Linked DNA regions of Cricetulus griseus: region 1 is linked to region 2. The links are chromatin contacts, called in public Hi-C maps. All regions are on one chromosome and are shown on one strand. Each heading gives the region's core, a stretch centred on a gene start, on an enhancer-like site or on the middle of the called end of the contact. The rest is flanking DNA. Distances are from core to core; before and after follow the strand shown.

The links. A called contact is a pair of places that touch in the nucleus more often than the background predicts.
Region 1: a Hi-C map of fibroblasts shows a contact between it and region 2, with 4 times the contacts expected there. The contact joins the promoter of Ust here to the enhancer-like site in region 2. A contact is called at or near these places in 2 of 8 Hi-C or Micro-C datasets (the CHO-K1 cell line and fibroblasts).

What each region holds. Positions count from the first base shown.
Region 1 is chr2:279,678,200-279,681,959 of CriGri-PICRH-1.0, reverse strand. It overlaps Ust (uronyl 2-sulfotransferase), which reads right to left and starts at 1,681. Exons shown (of 8, transcript XM_027402046.2): 1 at 959-1,681. The coding sequence starts at 1,208.
Region 2 is chr2:279,571,142-279,574,907 of CriGri-PICRH-1.0, reverse strand. No RefSeq gene overlaps it. Among named protein-coding and RNA genes, the nearest start is that of Ust, 110 kb to the left of the region's middle. Within about 2 kb of position 2,312, at least 2 of the 6 cell types and tissues checked have open chromatin away from gene starts, as enhancers often do. A contact at or near this core is called in the CHO-K1 cell line and fibroblasts, where this site is marked.

The DNA of each region.
Region 1 (3,760 bases), core at 432-2,931, 110 kb before region 2:
GTACATGTAGAAGTCTCCGGTTTGGCACGTCATTTAGCCCATTCTGTTTCCAGCACTTTGACAGAGTCTCCACCTGAACCGACTCTGGGCCTGCAGATGACCACTGTTTGCGGTTCCTCCGCTTATGTTTTACCACCTCAGAGGCAACCTCCACGCGACCTCTTCTGGCTACAGAAGTCAAGGAATTTTCATCCTCGCTTGGCCAAGGCACCAGAGCCAGCATCATCCCTGGGACCTCAGTGAGTGCTGGCCAAGCTCTGGCAATTAGAAGCCCGGATGAGACAGCAGCGAGGTCACACCTCACTGAAATCTCTGTTTTCTTGGTTCCAACCTCTTCCTTAGCCACAAACCAAAAGGAAAAAAAGTTCTGGCTTAAGACACACACAGGGCGGAAGTTCGACAGGTCACCAGAGGCTAAGCTGCTGACTGACACCTTTCTGACAGCCCTAATTCCTCCCGCTCTCTCAGTCCGCAAGGTCTGCAGGTGCTGCCAATGGACAAGCCAGCCCAGGGACAGAGTGGAGCAACTGGGCCAACCCACAAAAGGGGACCCACTAGATAGAATTTCTACATGTGACTGGAGAGCGGGGCTAAACCCACCCTCCACAACCCAGAAAGCCAGACCGTACTGGATTGGAAGTCATTAACCATAACCGCAGAGAGTACTGTCCCCGCATCGCCGGGCCAGAGTATACACACACACTCACAAGCATACATTGCCCCAGTTGGAGTGGTGAGGGGGAACAGGTATCCCGGCCTCAGAGCCCCGTGCAGCTGCGGGCAGCCGGGCGCGCAGAAGGAAGCAGGCGCTCCCAGCTGCCACTAGGAGGGATGCTCACTGGCATCGCACCTAGGGAGCCTCGGGGACTGTGGAGGCTGTGACAGCTTTAGATGTTCTCCGCTTATCACTCTTTCCCCGGGTGCCCAACTTTGTCGGGTCAACGCTGCTCTTCCTTACCCAAATACTGTCGCAGGTCGAGCAGGAAGCGAGGGGGTCCCCCGCTGAGCTGGTAGAAGAGGGAGCCTAGGCAGAAGACCAGCAGGGTGGCCATACAGAAACCGTAGTCCCGGAGGGAGAAGCGTAGGAAAGGCAGCAGCGGGATCCGGCGCTTGCAGCCACCCAGACAAGGAGGGGCGCCCCCCACAGGGGCCCCATGGGGCCAGGGATCCTCGCCGCTGCTGGGATGCTGCTGCTGCTTCTTCTTCATCGCCGGCTCCGCCGCCTCGCACAGCCCGCCCGGGCCAGGAAGAGGTCACCCATCCGCCGCCAGCCGGAGCGCCTGGCCGGCCCGCTGCACATGGAGAGGGACGCGCCGAGGGCAGCCGGGTGGGGGCGGGGACGGGCCGAAGTTGCCGGGCTCAGGGCACTCTCCTCATCTTGTTCCCCGCTGCCTGCTGCAGCCCCGTAGGGCCCGAGGTGTCCCGGGCCCCGGCGTGGGGGTGGCGATCGCAGCCCGCGCTCGATCGCGCGTCCCGCTAGCAGCCCCGCTCCCCAGATCCCGCTGTGCCCCGGGATCGCTCACGGCTCGCCACGAGCGCCAGCGTGGACCCCCCCCGGGCTTTGTGTGGGTCTTGGGCGGCGTGTTTGGTCCCGACTCAGGCTCGGCTAGCTCAAGGCAGGGAGGATCGGGAGGCGGACACCACCCTCTCGCTCCACCTCCTTGACAGGGGCTTCCCTCCTCTCCTCTCCTCCCCTTTCTCTCCGGCGCAAGGCGGCCTGCTCTCCTCCCTCCCCGGCGCTCTTCTCCTTCTCCACTCCAGGACTCCTCGCTCTGCCTGGTGTCACATTACGGCTTCTGCCGGGGCGGGTAGGGAGGAAGGAGGGGGCCCAGATCAGCAACAAGGAAGAAAGTTTCTGGGTGTGTGTGATTTTTTTTTTTCTTCCTCCATTCTCTACAATCTGGTCTCGTTCCTGCGCCACCAGCGACCTCTTGGGGCCCGCTGACTATCCTCTCCTAAACAGTTGTATGCTGGAGGATTTGAATATATTTGATTACATTTGTCTTCTCACTTTGGAAACTTTGGTTCTCTTTCGACATCCCAAGCGACCCATCTACCAAAAGCTGATAAAGGGTATTGGGATATAAGTTCAAGACCTAGCTGGAATGGTAAAAGGCAAGCGGTAGGAGTTATGATTAAACGTGCCCGGCAGGGCTAGGCGCAGCGCCTGCACGCCCTGGCTGAGAATAGGAGGATGCTTTTTTTTTTTTTTTTTTTTTCCCTCCCTGGTCCTACCTAGCACTTCACTGAGAACAAGGGTACACGGCCAACTCGAGGAAGTCCTTCTAGTACATATGAAAGGGGGCGCTCTGTCCCCTCAGGTACCTGTTTCACTCCTGTCTCTCCTCCCACCCACCGCTGGGAAGTTTCCAGAACAGAAGAGCCAGCGGAGTTCTCTGACGCCGACCGTCTGATGGAGCTTCTGATAGTTGACAGAGCTGCTCTGTCAGGCACACCTCGTAATTGTTTTTGTTTTGTTTTCATCGCCAGATACAGAAGTGATATGGCCTGAGAGCTATATTATGTTCCCAGTGTCCTAGTTTGCTTTTCTATTGCAGTGATAAATACCATGACCCAAAATAAGGTGGAGAGTAAAGGATTTGTTTGGTTTACCAATTACAGTCCATTCTGGAGGGAAACCGAGGCAGGAGAAACCTAGATGCAGGAACTGAAGCAGAAACAAAGAAGAACAGTCAACTACCTCTCCTAGGGCCACCTGCTTAGGGATGGTTCAGCCTGCAGTAGGCTGGCCCTCCTAGCCATCAAGACAATGTTCCCCAGACATCTCCACAGGCCAATCTTTTGGTGGTAATTCCTCAATGATGGTTTCCTTTTCCAAGCTGTGTCAAGTTGTCAACAAAACTGACTTACAGTGGCATAAAACTGGTGGGACTCTGAACAAGCCAGATATATGAACCACTGCAAGGTGGCACAGGGCACCTTGGTTTGCTTGCGATTAAAAAAAAAAATGGCCATTTTCTTTGGACCACGTTTCTGATGCCTCTCATCCCCAACTCCTGCTAAATATTCCAGTAATCTGGGGGTGGAGTGGGGTGAGAATCTCATAACTCCGGAACTGTCCTCCTGAAAACCTTTAAAAAGTTGTGCATCCAGAGAATGTTCCATGGAAAACTGAGGAATGGGATCCTGAACTCACAATGAAAGAACAATATATATGCTGGTTAGTTTTAAATGTCAGCACACCACAACCTACAATTACCTGATAGAGGCTCAGTTAAAGGAATTGCCTAGACTGGATTAGCCTATGGGTATATCTGTGAGGGATTGTCTGTTATTATTTAATGTGGGAGGGTCCAGCACACCATTCCCTGGGCAGATGGTTCTGAACTGTACAAAAGAGCTAGCTGAGCATGACCATCTGAGCCAGGCTGCAAACAGCGTTCTCCATGGTTCCCGCTGCACTTATTTGGCAGTGAAGTGAGGTCATTCATTGGTTAGGGGTAACACTGTATGGAATAGCAAATAGGCCTGCCATCGAGTGCCTTCAATGAGGAAATGTGATTTGGAATTGTAAGCCAAATACATCCTTTCTCCCTAAAGTTGCTTGTGGTTGAGTTACTTGTCACAGCCACAGGAATAAAAACTGAACAAATATGGATTACCCATGACCTGAATACGAACTTCACAATCCAGAACATAGGTGAAGACAGCACAAACCACAAGCTAGAGCAATGGTTCTCAACCTGTGGCTTGAGACCCCTTTGGGGTCTTTGACCTTTTCACAAGGGCTGCCTAAGAT
Region 2 (3,766 bases), core at 1,063-3,562:
TTCTTTACCTCTATATTTTTTGGTCCATCTTAACTAAAAAATAATTATGTAATAATTTGTTTCTGTGTCAATTATATCTTTTACTTTGAAGTAGTTATTAAAAATGGATTTTAGGGCTAGAATATGGCACAGCAGTTAAGAGTGCATAGTGCCTTTGCTGTGGACCTGGGTTTCATTCTGAGCACCCATATCTGGTAACTCACAATCACTCCAGCTTCCTGGAGACCTATGCTTCTGTTACTTGCACTTGAGTGCACATACCACAGGGCTATGTACATACGTGTAATTTAAAAACAAAAAATCTTTTTAAAAGTAACAAAATGATTTTTAAATCATCAACTTATATCCCACTTAAAATTTATATCCTATCAAAGCACGTTTTGGGAAGTAACAGGTTACACTATATATTGCATAGAATATACGTTACAACAGGTTATTGTTGAGATTACTGGACTTTATCCTATAAGCAGAAGAGGTATTCATTATTTATAAAGTATGTTTTGGTTCTTGTTTGTTTGCTTTTTTTTTTGAGATAGGGTTTCTCTTTGTAGCCTTGGCTGTCCTGGAGCTCACTCTATAAAGTAGGCTGGCCTTGAACTCACAGAGATTCACCTGCCTCTGCCTCCTGAGTACCAGGATTAAAGGTGTGTACCACCAACACCTGGCTAGAAAAGTATGTTTTAAATGACACTGATAACTTGGTGACATAATCTTTAGTTGGCAGACCAAATACAATAAATTTATCATGAGTAGAATTTCATCAGGGAACAAGCAACTGAGAGTCAACATCTTCTACCAGTCCTACAGATTCATCTATGTTTACTGTGTGGTGCTGCAAATTTATGAGTTTGTAAACCACAGGGCAGAAGCAAGAGTAATAACTGATGTCACCTAGTCACTCAGTCAACATGGACCCATTGCACAGCCACAGGCCAAATTCTATTCTAGAATCTGAGGATATAGCAGTGAACATGGCCGTGTTTCTTCTCTCTTCATTTCTTAGTCAGGGTTTCCATTGCTGTAAGGAGACACCATGACCATGGCAGCTCTTATAAAGGAAATCATTTAATTGGGGCGACTTACAGGTTCAAAGGTTCAGTCCATTATCATCATGGTACAACATGGTGGCATGCAGGCAGACATGGTGCTGGAGGAGGAGATGAGAATTGAACATCTTCATTAGCAGGAAACAGGAAGTGAACTGAAAGGTGTAGCTTGAGCATAGGAGACCTCAAAGCCTGCCCTCACAGTGACACACTTCCTCTAACAAGGCCATACCTACTGCAAAAAGGCCACACCCTATGAGCTTATGGGGGCCAGTTACATACAAACTGTCACACTTCACATTTACATTCCTACAAAGGGATATGTCAAAGTTTGGAAATAGTCAACAAGTACTCTATGTAACAGAGAGTTTCAGACCTATGCATGGAATCTAGGTACAGCTTTAGAATGAGACTGGGAATGTTCTTTTAGCTGAGGTAGCCAAAGAAGGTCTCTGTGAAGAGGCAGCTGAAGAAGGGAGGAGCCATGGTCCTCTGTGGGAGAAAGGTTACAGGAACAGTTCATGTGTAAAGGCCAAGAGAGCAGAAATCTCTCCTGAAGCTGCATGGATTACAGTTGCAAATATGACTTGGTAGCAAGGACCAGAATGTGAGAAAGAAGAGATGAGCCTAGAGATCCATGCAAAGGTGCCAAACTTAATTTCAGTAGTGAAAGTGCCTGAGGGTTTGCAGCAATGTAGGAGCTCCTGCCCAGTCAGAGCTGCCTGGAATTCTGTGTGCAGTTTATACTGGTAACAAGGAGGGCTGAAGAAGGGAAATCTGAGTGATAAACTTTCCACAGGATGGAAATGGTAGACTATCAAGCAGCTCACTGCTGTTCTAGAAAATGTAGGGTTCTACAGCTATGTCATGTGATTGGCTGAGAGCCTCATTTGCCAAAATCACTGTGTCTGGCTGTTGAGATAAATCCAGTGTTGAGATAAATCCAGAGTCCTAGAGGGAGTAAGAGGTCATGGGACAAGGAATCACTTCCACGTCCTGTCCTGCCTCTGTATTTGACCTCAGTGCTGGAACTGGGGTTGGGGTGAGGGTTTGCTGGCAGAGGTGAGTTGGGGGGAGCTTAGCTGGTGACATGAAGTCCATAGTAGGAACAATTTGCTAAGTCAGGAAGAAGCCAAACATAGGGAACACAACTTCTATTTCATGGCCAGATGCCAGTTCTCATTGCCAGGAAGTGTTAGAGCTGAAGCAAAATAGTTCAGAGAACTTCAAGTCCTGTGGGTGATCTAACTGCGATGGGGTGCCTTGGAATTCCACAGAGGTGACTCAGGGACACAACCAAGAAAGGGTGGGAGGGAAAGTCAGGGAGAGGCAAAAGCTCCTGCTCTTTGATGGCTCCCTACTGTTCAATGTGTGTTAGAATAAGGTTTTGAGGATTTACTTGTGGAAAGAGCTCTCTCTCTCTCTCTCTCTCTCTCTCTCTCTCTCTCTCTCTCTCTCTGTCTCTCTCTCCCTCTCTCTCGCTGTCTCTTGCACACAACACACACACACACACACACACACACACACACACACACACACACACACACTCATACATTCAGAGAAAGAGGAAGAGAAAGAGAGAGATTCAAGAGGTGAATCACAAATGTTCTGGATCCCCCTAAGACACCACCTCCTTCTTCTTGCCCAGTATCACAGCTACTTAATGAGAACTCACTGCGTGCCAGGCACCACTCTGGTGTCATTACAAACTGGATCAATCCTCCAATAATCCTTCGAAACAGAAATCGTGGCTTTCTCAGTGGGAGAGTTGAGGCTTAGGCAGTATCTGAACTCAAGCCAATTCACCTAGTACTAACACTCAACTCTTAACTGCCATGAACATTATATACAGTACCAAAGCATCTAGAATGGCCATTATGTTTACTTGTTTCAGCTGCCATAATGAAATTAAATCATTTAAAGCAGTGGTTCTCAACCTACGGGTCTCGACCCCTTTTGATGTAGAACAACCTTTTCATGGGTATCACCTAAGACCATCAGAAAAAAAAAATACAGATAAATTTCCATTATGATCCATAAGAGTAGCAAATTTACAGTCATGAAGCAGCAATGAAAATAAATTTATGGTTGGAGGTCGGCACAATATGAGGAAGTGTATTAAAGGGTCACAGCATCAGGGAGGTTGAGAACCACTTGTTTAAAGCTTCATAGGATTTTCAGAAAAGCATGGATAAACTATAAGGTACTATAAGGCAGCACGCTGTTTGTGATAATGTATGAAACTGCAAAGGCATAGGCAGGGGACAGTTCCAGATAGAGGGAGTCTAATGAGTTCTGCTTGCTATGACGTTGTCAATTCTCTTGTGCTTGCTCTCTGTCCTTTAAAATTTAAGTTGTCCCTGTATTCTTTTGAAAGGTCCCTATCATCTTCATTTCCAACTTCAAAGTTTACATTTTAAATAAGTACTAGTTATGGCATGTTGTTTTTGAAAATGTCAAATAGGTGAGGAAATTTGTAGATGAATATTAGCATGGAATTTGGCATGGAAAACCATTATTCTTATCTTTTTATAAAAGTTGTTTTTGGAGTGACATTTGGAACAGCACCTTTTTCTATTCCAAGTCAATGATTTCATAGTCTAAGGGAACATGGTTCCAAGGAAGGAGACTACCCTAGTTTGCTTCTTTGTCACTTCGAAAAACACTGACCAAAAGCAACTTGGGGATAATAGGTGTGTTTGGCTTATAGGTTATACTCC